Linked DNA regions of Zea mays: region 2 is linked to region 1. The links are chromatin contacts, called in public Hi-C maps. All regions are on one chromosome and are shown on one strand. The core of a region is the stretch at or near the end of the contact, and the rest is flanking DNA. Distances in the headings are between cores, read along the strand shown. Region 1 holds the start of LOC100280936 (protein capI). Region 2 holds the start of LOC103632982 (protein trichome birefringence-like 4).

The links. Hi-C and Micro-C count contacts between places; a contact is called where the count stands out from the background.
Region 2: a contact with region 1 is called in a Hi-C map of endosperm, with 4 times the contacts expected there. The contact joins the promoter of LOC103632982 here to the promoter of LOC100280936 in region 1. A contact is called at or near these places in 15 of 25 Hi-C or Micro-C datasets (bundle sheath, ear, endosperm and 5 more) and 1 of 3 datasets of contacts at active chromatin or transcription factors (leaf).

Annotation. Positions count from the first base shown.
Region 1 is chr7:142,056,751-142,063,032 of Zm-B73-REFERENCE-NAM-5.0, forward strand. It overlaps LOC100280936 (protein capI), which reads right to left and starts at 2,810. Exons shown (of 1, transcript NM_001153856.2): 1 at 951-2,810. The coding sequence starts at 2,702. The coding sequence ends at 1,239.
Region 2 is chr7:142,209,056-142,215,337 of Zm-B73-REFERENCE-NAM-5.0, forward strand. LOC103632982 (protein trichome birefringence-like 4) reads right to left here and starts at 2,741. Exons shown (of 4, transcript XM_008654685.2): 1 at 2,282-2,741; 2 at 1,821-1,956. The coding sequence starts at 2,486. It overlaps LOC100193909, which reads left to right and starts at 3,005. Exons shown (of 7, transcript NM_001138981.1): 1 at 3,005-3,133; 2 at 3,268-4,063; 3 at 5,336-5,380; 4 at 6,038-6,159; 5 at 6,252-6,282. The coding sequence starts at 3,990.

The sequences.
Region 1 (6,282 bases), core at 1,560-4,059:
TGGACAAGACAAACCGGCCTGGATGCATCATGGTTGGATGAATCAGAACGGGTGCCAGCATGGACAGACAGATATGCTGGCAGCGGGGAATTAATTGGCTTTAGAAGGGATCCAAAAGAATCCAATGTTTTTAGATCACTACTGCTGCAGAAACGCACAACTCCATGTTTCTTTTTTTTATCCTGTGTCACAATCAACTCTCCGCTATCATGTATATGATGATTTCCGCTCACCATCAGAGGGAAAAAAGGAGAAGGAAAACGATTGCCGTTTCAGAAACTTTGATGCAAGAAGAAGCAGAAGAGAAGGCATGTGGACTGTTGCTGAAGCTTTGCGCTGCAAATGTAAAAAGTAGTCTCATGACACGGTGCCGACATTCCATTTGGCGCCTAAAATACTAGCATCCCAGCTGGCAGACACAGACACGCTTCTACTGCTACTTACCTCGCCACTCAAGTCTGGAAGCAGCGGACTGGAGTGGACTGGACTGGCTCTGCGTCTGCGGCCAGCAAACGACAGGCTTGTACCGATGCGCCCATTAAAGATGCTAAAAGGAGTAGAGCTGAAAGTATCGTAGCCAACAGGCTTCATTACTCGACGACACACTGACACGCAAATAAAACATTTCATTGCTAGCCACACACGAACACGCGCTGTCGAAGAACCAGACCGAAATGTGGCAGCAGGGCCCCCCAATACGTGCGAGTCTGTTCGGATACTGGCTCTGGATGGGGGAAGGGTTCCGGATCCAGAAACGCAGCGTACGAGTAGAGCTGAAAGTATCGTAGCCGCGGTGCACGGTTTTGCTTTTGGCGTCCACCCGTTCCGGCATAGAATCTTGACGTACATGGTTTTTCAGATCACGAGATGGTGAAACAAGAACAGAACAAGAGAACAATTTGACTGGTAGGGTAGGGAGCTAGAGGGGGGGAGCCAGTGACTTGATCTTTCTTCAATCTGTCCTCACTCCTCCTCTGTTTGATCTTTTTTTTATATATCTACGTACCAATATGAATGCAACAGTTATTTGCATCATTATTCCTTCCTACTAAGCACTATCAGCATAAGGAGGAGGAGCAAGTATGTAGCGAGGGCTTGAACAATACATGGTTACAGACAAAAAGAAAAGAAAAAGGCCTCCGAGAACTAGCTAGAGAATACACACTTGGTGACTGTGCTTGGCGGTGGCGGTGCTCTGTTTCTGTGTGCCCGTGTGTGCTTGATCGATGAACGTACGATCACGACGACGCCGACATGGCTTTGTTCTTCTTCTTCTTCTTCGCGGGCTTGTCGTCGTCGGCGGCGGCGGGCTTGGCGATCTTGGCGTCGAGCTTATAGTAGCTGACGAACCAGTCGACGAAGTGGCGGAGGCCGGCCTCGAGGGAGGTGGTAGGGCGGTAGCCGAAGTCGTGCGCGGCGTGGCTGACGTTGGCGTGGGTGAAAGGCACGTCGCCGTTGCTGGGCATGGTGACGACGCGCTTGTTGGCCTTCCTGCCCAGCAGCTTCTCGAGGATGGCCACCATCCGGGTGACGGGCACGGGGGAGGTGTTGCCGAGGTTGTAGACGCGGAGCGGCGCTGGCCCGCTTTTTCTGCCGGACCTGGAGCCGGTGCTCTTGCCGGCGGTGTCGAGCGCGCCGAGGCAGCCCTTGACGACGTCGTCGATGTAGGTGAAGTCGCGGCGCGCGTCGGAGCCGTCGGCGGCGCGGAACAGCGTGACGGGCTCGCCGGCCACGATGCTGCGGGCGAAGAAGAAGTAGGCCATGTCGGGGCGGCCCCACGGCCCGTACACGGTGAAGAAGCGGAGGCCGGTGATGGAGAGCCCGTAGATGTGGTTGTAGGCGTGCGCGATGGCCTCGCCGGCCTTCTTGGTGGCCGCGTACAGCGACGCCGGGCGGTCGGTGCGGTGGTCCTCGGAGAAGGGCGCGTCGGTGTTGAGCCCGTACACGGACGAGGACGAGGCCCAGACGACCGCCGGCTGCGGGTCGGCGTGCTTGGCCGCCACCTCCAAGACGCTGACGAGCCCGGCCACGTTGGACGCCACGTACGTCTGCGGCGCCTCCATGGCGTACCGCACCCCGGCCTGCGCGGCCAGGTGCAGCACGTGCGTGAACGCCGCCACGTCGAAGAGCCTCTCCAGCAGCGGGGCGTCGTTGATGTCGGCGTCGAGCACCAGGACGCCGCGGCTGGCCAGCAGCGCCTGGCGCGCGCGCTTCAGCGACGGGTCGTAGTAGGAGTTGAAGTTGTCGAGGCCCAGGACGCCGTCGCCGCGGGCCCTCAGCGCGAGCGAGCAGTGCGTGCCCACGAAGCCCGCGGCGCCGGTGACCAGCACGGAGATGCCCCCGTCCCGGCTCGGCCTGGCGCTCCGCCGCACCTCCTTCTCCCACGCGGCGCCCCCGTACGACGCCGAGGACATGAGCAGGCTGCGGTGCGAGGCGGAGGAGCGCGCGCCGTCGTCGGCGCCGCCGCCGCCGCCGGCGGAGAGGTGGAAGGAGCGCGAGAGGAGGGACGGGTAGTGCAGCGTGAAGAGGAAGACGAGCGCGAGCGTGGCCAGCACGGTGGCGCGGAAGAGCAGGTGCGACGACGCGGACACGAGCTTGGCGCTGGTCGCCCGGCGCAGCAGCAGCGCGCCCCCGCTGGCGTACCGCTCCAGCTTCATCCCCTTGGCGGCCGCGTCCACCGCGGTGATCCCCGACGACGGCATTGTGGCTGCCTGGGGCTCTGCTCTTCGTCGTCCTCGCGTTCCGGGCCTCGAGGGAGAGCTGGAGCTAGACGGACGGAGACAGCTAGGCTCGAAGCAAGCAGGCTAGCTGAGGAGGGAGTGAGAAGAGCAAGCGTGTGGATATAAAGGGCCACGGGGGAAGAGAGGGAGTGAAACGCAGCAGGGGAGCAAGCAAAAGGAGAAGGGCCCACGCGGGGCGAGTGGTTTTTGGTTTCGGTTGGAGGCCACTCGTCGTCCGGTGCGTGCGTGCTTGTGATTTTGGGATCCTCACCTCCCTGCCTAATTTGGTGCGTGCTGTCATTTGGTAAACGAAGAGGTACGTAGTGTTTTCGGTAGGATCGCATCGGATCGGAGTTCATTCGCCCATGGCAGGCCACACTGTGGCAGTGTGAAACGTGTGCGCGGACCTTTGTGCTGTGGGCGAGTCAATGGCTGGCCGATGGATGGATTGGCCAGACTTCACTACTACTACTATTTTAGCATTGAGCGCCGCACTGTGCAAATGTGTGTGATGGACTGGATAGATACTCCCTCTGTCTCGTTTTAGTTGTCGCTGAATAGTGCAAAATTGAACTATCCAGCGACAACTAAAAAGAAACGGAGAGAGTAAATATATAGACCTCTCATCGTAAGAATACTGTCTCATTTAGTTCACAATTAAGTGCATGTGTTTTTGCTAAAAACAGGTGGCAGATATATGCCCGATCGAATTGAAGAATCTTATAGAGTTAACTATGAAACAAGCTAAAAGATATTCCCTCCGATTTCCTATTAGTTTTCGTTTTGGATAAGGTTCGAGTCAAACTTATAAAATTTTGACTACAAATAATTATTTTGTTATTTAGTTTTGGAACCTAATATTTATATGCGCCAATTTGTTATAAAAAGTACTTTTATAAAAGTATAAATGTATTAAGAGTTCATTTGTATTTTAACAAAAAACATTGGTCAAATTTATATTTTGGAGACCGTGTCGTTGTCCTAAACGACAACTAATAGGAAACCGGAGGAAGTACATTACAACGACTCTGTTGTTGATCTGTATTGAGATCACGTGGCACTGAATGAAAACCACATAGACTTATGGTTGGGGCTTGGAAGATCGATCGTTGTCATAAAGCATGTGACGTGCTCTCGGTCCATCGCCGGCACATTACATGGGCCCAGCCCGCCAGGGGCGCATTGATGCCTCTTTTTGTGTACGGGTAAAGCGTCGGTCCGACGGTCCGTTTGGAAATGGAGGGATGGAGCGTAGACGAAAAGGCCATATATAGGACGGTGACGATCTTGCTTGGCTTTGGCAAGGCTAGCTGGAAGAACGCTGCCTGCCTGCCTGCCTTGGTAAGGTTTCATGTATAATCGTTGTGTCCGCAGAGAGACCGGAGAGGACAACGAAAGCAGACGCGCGCGGAGCCGGAGACGGAGAGGCAAGGACGATGTGTGAGATCCGCCCAGCACGGCGGCGGTGCCTGTGTGCGGCGACCAAACAGCCACGGCCGGTAGTCAGCCGCCGCGCGCTGTGATTCGTCGGCACTTGCGCGCAGCAAACGGTCCCGCGGCTCTTGGTCCTGCTCCTGCGTGCCGTATGGTCTGACGCGCGGTTCCGTTCGCTGTGCGGACGGGCCGGGTCGGAGCCAGTGTAGTGCCTGCTTCGCCCGGCCGGCTCTCTCTCCCGTTTGACTGAAGACCACACCGCGTACGTAACGTACCGGTATGGTACGGATCGGAACAGGGGAAGTAGCACGGCAGCGTGTGTACGTACACGGGTTGGAAGGAATGCTAAACGCAAAAATGTACACGTCCACGTCCACGCGAACAAGGGAACCGCTGCTCGCAGCCCGGCACGATCCGATCCGATCCGATCCCTGGACCACCCCCGTGGCCATCAGCCCAGCAGCAGGAAGTCAACCAATCCCGGATCACCGATCATATATATATGTGTGTGCCTGACGTACAGCGAGAAGCGGGTCGTGTCGGCGCCGCTCGGGTGCACGCACGAAATAAATTCCCTGCGGGCATCCTCGCCCTCGCCTAGCATGCAAGCGCGAGCGGCGTAGTAGATGTGATGGCGCCGCGCCGCGCCGCGCGAAGCCACACGCACCACACCACGTGAGGTGAGGGGGCACTCGCAACTTGGATACCCAGCCAGCATGGGCTGCTGATCGACCGATGGTGCGCAGCATGGCGCGAGCGGCTCGCTGCCCACCTCCTCACCGGAATCACGCACGCACGGGCACGGGCATTCATAGCTCATCGCCATTTGCATGCGATGCGGCATGGAAGAAAGGAGCTAGCTAGCGTGATGACCTCAACGAGCCAATCGGATGTAATGTGAAGCCAGCAATCGCGCGCCCGGCGGGAGTACTAGCTAGTAGCTAGCACGCTAGTACTCCGACGCCGACCATTAAATGTGGGCCTTATCTGTCAGTGATGTGAAGGCCAGGTCTCCAGCCGGACCCACGACGCGTATAGACATAGTACAGTACAAGATTGACGTACGTAGTCTGCACTGTCGTCGCCTCCTTTTCCGCATGGGAACAACAAGGGGCGGGCGGCCGCCTGCGTGCGCATCCCGATCCCAACAGCGAGCATCGCTGGCTAGGTGTCTGTACGGTCCGCAGGGGTGTCGGTGGCCGAGAGCGACGCCCAGCCAAAGCCGACGAACCGCCCGTCGCCCGACGCAGTCATATATGCAGCATGAATGCATGCAGGCGTTGCCATTGGCCAGTGTGGCAGTGTCCAGTGGTTACGCTTAGCGAAGAGCTTGAGCTTGTGATGGCATGTACAATGAGTATCTTAGAGTGTGTCTATGAGGGTGAATGTAAAAAAAAACTCAAGACATGTATTTTGACGAAGACACAGTGTCTTAGCTCTATGTTCGAGACATAAGACTAGCTGATTGGTCCCTTTAATTTATTGAATGCTCTGATTGGTACAATGAATATGCTAAGACACATGTTTTAGATATGACCATTGTATTATATTGTGTTTTAGTTGTGTCTTGTACTTAGAGTACCATGCAGCAATGTCTAGGTTGTACATGTTCTGATAGTTTTCTCACTCAAAAGTCAAAACTGGCAACAACAAAAAAAAAATCTCATAAAAGGCTCCACCAGTCAGGCAGACGATCGACCACGCGTTACAACTTACAAGTCATGCAAGAAAACACATACGTACATTTTGTGGCCACCCATGCAAGGCACCTACGCTCGACCGAACCCAAACCTTAGACTTAGCGTATTCGTCAGCAGACATCTGTGTCCATTATTTGTTAGTATCTTCGTCCTAGCCATTTTATGTCCATCTAATTTTAAAACGAGTTGTAGAATTAAGATTCCAGATGAATTTAAATAAAAAACAGTTGTCAGCCATATAATTTTTAACTTTTCGAGACCTACAGATTTGGTTTCGGCAATCCCTTCGTCGTGTCCGAGGTCGTTTAGACCTTGTTCGTTTATCCAGGAATGGACCAAGAACCATTCCAACTGATCAAAACTTATATAAATTAGAGAAACAAACCGGCTAGGAATTGTTCCATACCTTCATTCTGGAAGAAACAAAC
Region 2 (6,282 bases), core at 1,491-3,990, 150 kb after region 1:
ACTGCAACATAGCCATTCAGCTCATTCCAGTCATTTTATCATGGATGTCCATGTCAAGGATCACTATTCATGGTGGTGTACAGACTAAAATTGAGTTAGGCATTACTGTATTGATCTTGCGGCAATTGAGGGGCTAAACAATTACCAAATGCAGGGTAGGGAAATATAGGGAATACATCAAAACAACTAAATTGAGTGTCTGCACTAAACTGAGTTTCTGCACTAAACTGTGGTCATAAGCTATGTATCAAAAGAGCAAGTTTCTAGACTCAACCGAGTTAGGCTGACGCAAACATCATTATGGCGTGGTCAAATCAATAGAAGTTTACACTTTATTATTACTTAGTACTCCCTCTATTCATCAATATTTGTCCATAGAACAGCACACATGCTAAATGTTTCTTGTATTCAATTTGTAAATCTAAATTTTGATAGGCAATGCAGGGGCTTTATTTTGTCTAGTAATTTATGCAGAAAAACAGTTTAAAGGAATTGGAGGAGTCAAATGCAGAAATCTGACATGGCAATCAACTCAATCCAGCAATTGGAGCAAGTTCTGCATTGCTGGATCTGTGTAAAAATGTATCGCTAAAGCAAAATTAGAGCAATAGAGCAAATATTTGTGAAGTGCATGAAAATTCATGATAGTTGTTTTAGTGTCGTGCGTGAATAGGCTCAAAACAGTCCTTCACTCATGAGAGCAGCAACTCGAATCAAACAAAATGCAAGCTAACTACCTAGCACAAGTGGCAGCAAAAATCTCTACACAAGGGTCTCCATTGCCTTACACTGTGGCTTACAAATGAGTACTATTTCACAAACTCAAAGAGTAAAGACTTTCCCTACGTGGAGAACCCGGAAGACCACAAACTCTATCGTTATGCCTTGTTCTCAGATAATGTATTGGCGACTGCAGTTGTTAACTCAACCCTTGTCTATGCTAAGGTATACCACTTGGCCTCGGAAAGATATTAAGTTGCCGATTAAGTGTTCAGTTAATTATTGTGAATGAAGACGCCACCTTCTTTTATGTTGAATATTCTAATCGATTTAATCATTTTTTACTACTAACCTTTCGATGCTATATTTAATGCATAAACCAAAAAACCATGTATTCACATTGTGACAAATAGGCTTAACTATGTTGCAATGAAAATGTGGTTCCTGGCTAATCCATTGGGTAAAGCTGCTATTTAGATTAAGAACATTGAAGACTTTACATGGTTAAATTCAATGTTGCAATGAAAATGTGGTTCCTGGCTAATCCATTGGGTAAAGCTGCTATTTAGATTAAGAACATTGAAGACTTTACATGGTTAAATTCAAGCTACAGTCAAGTTCTGAAGCAGTTGGAAACCCAGTGTATGATTGATTACTACTTCAGAACTGGGCATGCTAGGCATGATGTAAATCCCAAGTTTTGGAACCCCAAGTAACTGCCAATTCTCAACCATCTAAGATTCTATCTCCAAGAGATCTTCCTAAAGCTTAACAAGGTGTTATTTCTAGACGATGATGCTGTGGTGCAGCGAGACATAAGTGTGCTTTGGTTGGTAGATCTCGAAGGCAAGGTTAACGGTGCTGTCGAGACATGTAGACAGGCATCCCATAGGTTTGATAAGTAATTCAACTTCTCAAACCCTCCTTTTGCGAATCAGGAACAAAACCAGTCTCTTCTCAGCCTCTCCAACATACCAGTTTGGTTCAATCTAACATAAGCAACACAAATAACAGAACTATAAAAAAAGCAGCAATGTAGAACTGCTTTTGTCACACGCCAATAACTAAAACGTGTAGTTGTTGCAGTAAACTTTTCTCACCTTGGGATTCTACATCCGCTGGGTTGCCACTGGAGCCTCACGTAAGCTTTGTCAGGCAGGTCGTTGAGGTGGCAGTTGAAGGACTCATCGATGTGAGGGCATGATCCCGTAGGATACAGAGGGATCATGAGTACACCTGTGAAAACATCAGACATGCCACAAAATGATTAAAAGAAAGCATTGAACCCCTACAATGTTAGTTCAAAATTGATTTGAAATGAAGTTACAACAGAAGGCATCAGGAGTATCCACTCTAATTCTCCACCATCACAACCCAAACACAAAACTGATCTATGCAACCACTCGCAGGCACAACTCAATCTGGGAGCCACCACAGCCAAGCATTGCACATAAGGCCGAAACATTTCTGTCTCCCGCCTGCTCGAGAGGCCGAGATCAACATCCCAACCACAATGCAGGATCCATGGATAGGACGAAGCAAGATACGGTTCGTCACTCACCTGCTTCGTAGGACGCGGTAGCCGTTGCAGCTCCTCCGCATCTTCGCTCTCCTTCGGCTGGAGTTTCGGGACGAGAGACTTCGCGGCGATGCGCGCGATGGGCGTAGACGGCGTCGTCGCTGCTGCTCGGCGGGGGAGAGGATGCCCTAGGGTCGACATCGCGAGAGGGCCGGCGGGCGCGAAGGGGGGCATTTGCGACGGGCATGCGTATCCGGGAATCACACGACTACGCGAGTGGGACTGTCTCCGTGGATGCGGACCCGAGAAATAGCGAGCGGGGCAGGTGCCAGACGCCGGCTGGGGGTGATGACAATCTTGAGCCGAGGGGAGGCGCGACGGAAGTCTCGGGAGGGGGACGGGCACGGTTCTGCGGGCTGGGTTGTCTCGACAGGACGGGAGAAGACCAGGTCGTGAGCGCGGTCGGAGGCGGAGGGGCGACGACGGCAATCTGGCGAGGGAGACGTGGGCGGGAAACGGGGGCGGGAGCACGGAGCCGAGGTGTGGTACTAGATAAGCTTGATTACAGGTCCTGAATACGCCGGGCCTGATCCAGGCCCACTTCCCTGCGAAACCTTTGGATTTTCAGAGGACTCGAAACTTGGGGAGCTAGCTAACGTTTTTGGTAGGCCTAGTAGCGCAATGCGGGCTTCGAATTCCCCGAGGCGGCCCATAATGCTGGCTGGGTCGTCCTGACCAATTGATGGTTCTGCTTCTGCTTTACCACTCAATCTTGTTGAGAGTCGCCGGCGCCGGCGATTCCTCCTCCACCGATTCGCCCGGCGGGAGTCTCCGCAGGGCTCACCGGGACCGCGGGTCCACGATGGCCGCCAACTTCTGGACGTCGTCGCACTGGTAAGCCTCCCCCGGCCTCGTCGCCCCCCTCCTCCCCGTTCGCGCCTCTCGATTTGGTGGCTCCGCGGACCGCGGTAAGCTCAGCGGCTGATTAGGGCGGTGTCGCCCCTGGCTGCTGTTGCTGGGATGTGCAGCAAGCAGCTGCTGGACCCCGAGGACGTGGACCTGGTGCCGGCGGCGGACCGGGAGCGAGGCATCACGCCGGAAGAGTTCCGCCTCATCAAGATCCATATGTCGTTCCGTGAGCTCCTATCCTCGCTAGTCTTTTCCTGACACCTTGCATTATCATTTCCCGATGTGAATCAGCTTTAGATTCTACACTGCTTCTGTATTGTGCACTAAAAAAGATCATACCAAACTCTGAGCTGTTAGATGTTGGAACTGCTAATCTTTTATGATATTAGACGCATCAAATGCAGACTGATCTGATGTTCAAACGATTGCTGGTTTTCCACGACTGTGACAAGTAACTTGTGTATATGTAGTTAGACCCACGAGCATCCTGCTATGTGCCTTTATATCATGGGTTTTTATGTGACGCTAAGATCAAACGTCTGCCTGCCATTTCAGTTGAGAAAGAAAGAAAAATACGATGTTTTTCTTGTTTTCACCCTACTGATTTCAAACAAACAAGTTCATAGTCCTTGGTTGTGTTATTGTGCCTTTTTGCAATCCTTGCTTTTATTAATTCAGTGCAGTCTTAATTCATAGTATTAGTGTATCGCTAAATTAGACTCCATGTTTTTAAGGAAACCAAACACATAGTTCATTTTCATACATTTACATCCATCACAGTATCTCACATTTTCACATTATTGATGTCCATTTTGCATTAGGACACCTGGTGTATTTTTGAATGCCTTATCAATACAAGCATTTGATGATTTCAGATATCTGGAGGCTAGCACAGCAGGTTAAAGTTAGGCAAAGGTTAGGCCTTGTTTGCATAACCTGATTTATTTGCTTCTTTTGTGATGCTAAAAGGAACGTGTTTGCTATCTTGATTACTTACTATATTTTGCACTTCGCATGTTTCCTTCTACATCTTGTAACTTATATAGATGGTAAAAGAATTAGAGATCACATCATATAGGTTGTTGGTTTATTAACTGAAAATCAGCACACAGAGATATTTAGTTGGTGTTTGGCGAGTGGAAAATGATGACTGTGGATGGGATATGAGGAATCGGTTATATCTAAACCCCAAATTTGCATAGCGTGAAAGGGATGTGCTGTAGAATCGTGAATGGGAAATGAGGAGCTTTTATCCACCGATCTAAAGAGGCGAGGGAGGTGGGTTTTGGGTGGGGCCCTTTTAATCTTATACAGTAGATTCACAATTCTATTTGCTTGGCTACTGGGGACACAACTTACTGGTTGGATCTATGTTCACTTGTTTTGTCACTTCTTTTTTGTATGCTTCTTTGGAGCAATTATTTGCAGTTCCAGGTTGAAGAACGCTTCAGAGATGTCATGAAGAGAATCTTCAGATTTCGCAACAAGATTTGTTTTGCTGTGGTCATACTTAAATTTTCTTTCTGACTTAATGAGGAGCATCTTTATTATTAAAGATTGTTCCTAATCTAAAAACCCAGTGCAGAACATTGGAAAAGTACAGGATACTATCCTTCTCAAAACCCATCTTTTAATATCCCAGTCCCAGTCCATATCACAAACCCATGGTGCATCCAAAGTTCCAAACGCCACCTTAGTGTTTGTTCCTCCCCCATCATTTTGTTGCTGATGTTCCTACTCCAGGTGCAATAATAAGGGGGTGTTTGAATGCACTATAACTAATAGTTAGTTGGCTAAAAATTGATAGTAAAATTAGCTAGCTAACAAAGACCTACCTGACTATTAACTAATTTACCAAAAATAGCTAGTAGCTGAACTATTAGCTAGGTTGTTTGGATGTCTCAACTAATTTTAGCCACTAACTATTAGCTTTAGTTCATTCAAACACCCCACAAAATGTTGGCATCTTTAAGAGAAAGATGAGTTTGTCAAATAGAATTCTTATGTTACTGTATGCTCATCGACCATATGAGTGCAACAGTACTTACAGGATTACAGTAAAAAGTAATATTGAGTGCATCTCAAGTCTCAACAAATGAAGTTTTTACATAACATGCATGTTATATCCTGTCTTTAGCTTGTCTGCCAAGATGTGATCTTTGTGACCTTAAACTGTTGTTATTTCAGAGTTGTAGCTACAGCAATAGCTTACTTCAGGCGTGTGTATACAAGGTATGCTTCTCTATGTAAGGATACACTGCATGTGCATCTGTGTTTGTATGCATTGTAGAATTATCACTTCTAAATTCAACTGGTAGTCTTACTACTTAAGACGAAGGAAACAGTGTCATCACAAGATTTGTAGAATTGTGTCCTATTTTTTCGACTGTCCTCTATCGGATCGGATACAGATGGATATTACTCGCCCTATATTTGTTTTACATCTTCTCTTCAGCTTCGCATATGATACAAATATTATTGAGTTGTGTAGATAAGATTTGAATCGATATCGACGTCTTAAATATCCAACTTTGAGTATACGAATACGTATCGGATACTGAATATTTGGACTCAGATATGGATCGGATCTCAGCCCTCTTAGACGGATCGGTTTCGAATACGGACGGATAATATCCATACCATTTACATCCCTAGCCCTCTATTATGGTAGTGCTCATCTCTTAAAACTTTTTAACTTGAAATACAAAAACCATGTCTGAAACCTAATCTTCTGAGTCATTAGCTCGGTTAAATATATATTATTGTATCACTTTTTTCTATATGTTCTCCTGAAAAACATTGAATTATTTGTTCTAGTGGGGCCTTGAATTTTTTGTATGTGTATATTTTGTAGTGAGAACTTTGTTTTAACACAAAATTCGTTTCCAGGAAGAGCATGTCAGACTATGATCCTCGTTTGGTTGCACCTACTTGTTTGTATTTGGCATCTAAGGTGGAGGAGAGTACAGTGCAAGCCCGACTTCTTGTATTTTATATAAAAAAGATGTGTGGTGTGTCTTATAACCATATTTATCGCCATATTTACATGTAAAAACTGCAGTAGATGACCTTCTCTCTCTCTCTCCCTCTCTTCAAAGTGCAGGTTCCGATGATAAGTATCGGTTTGAAATTAA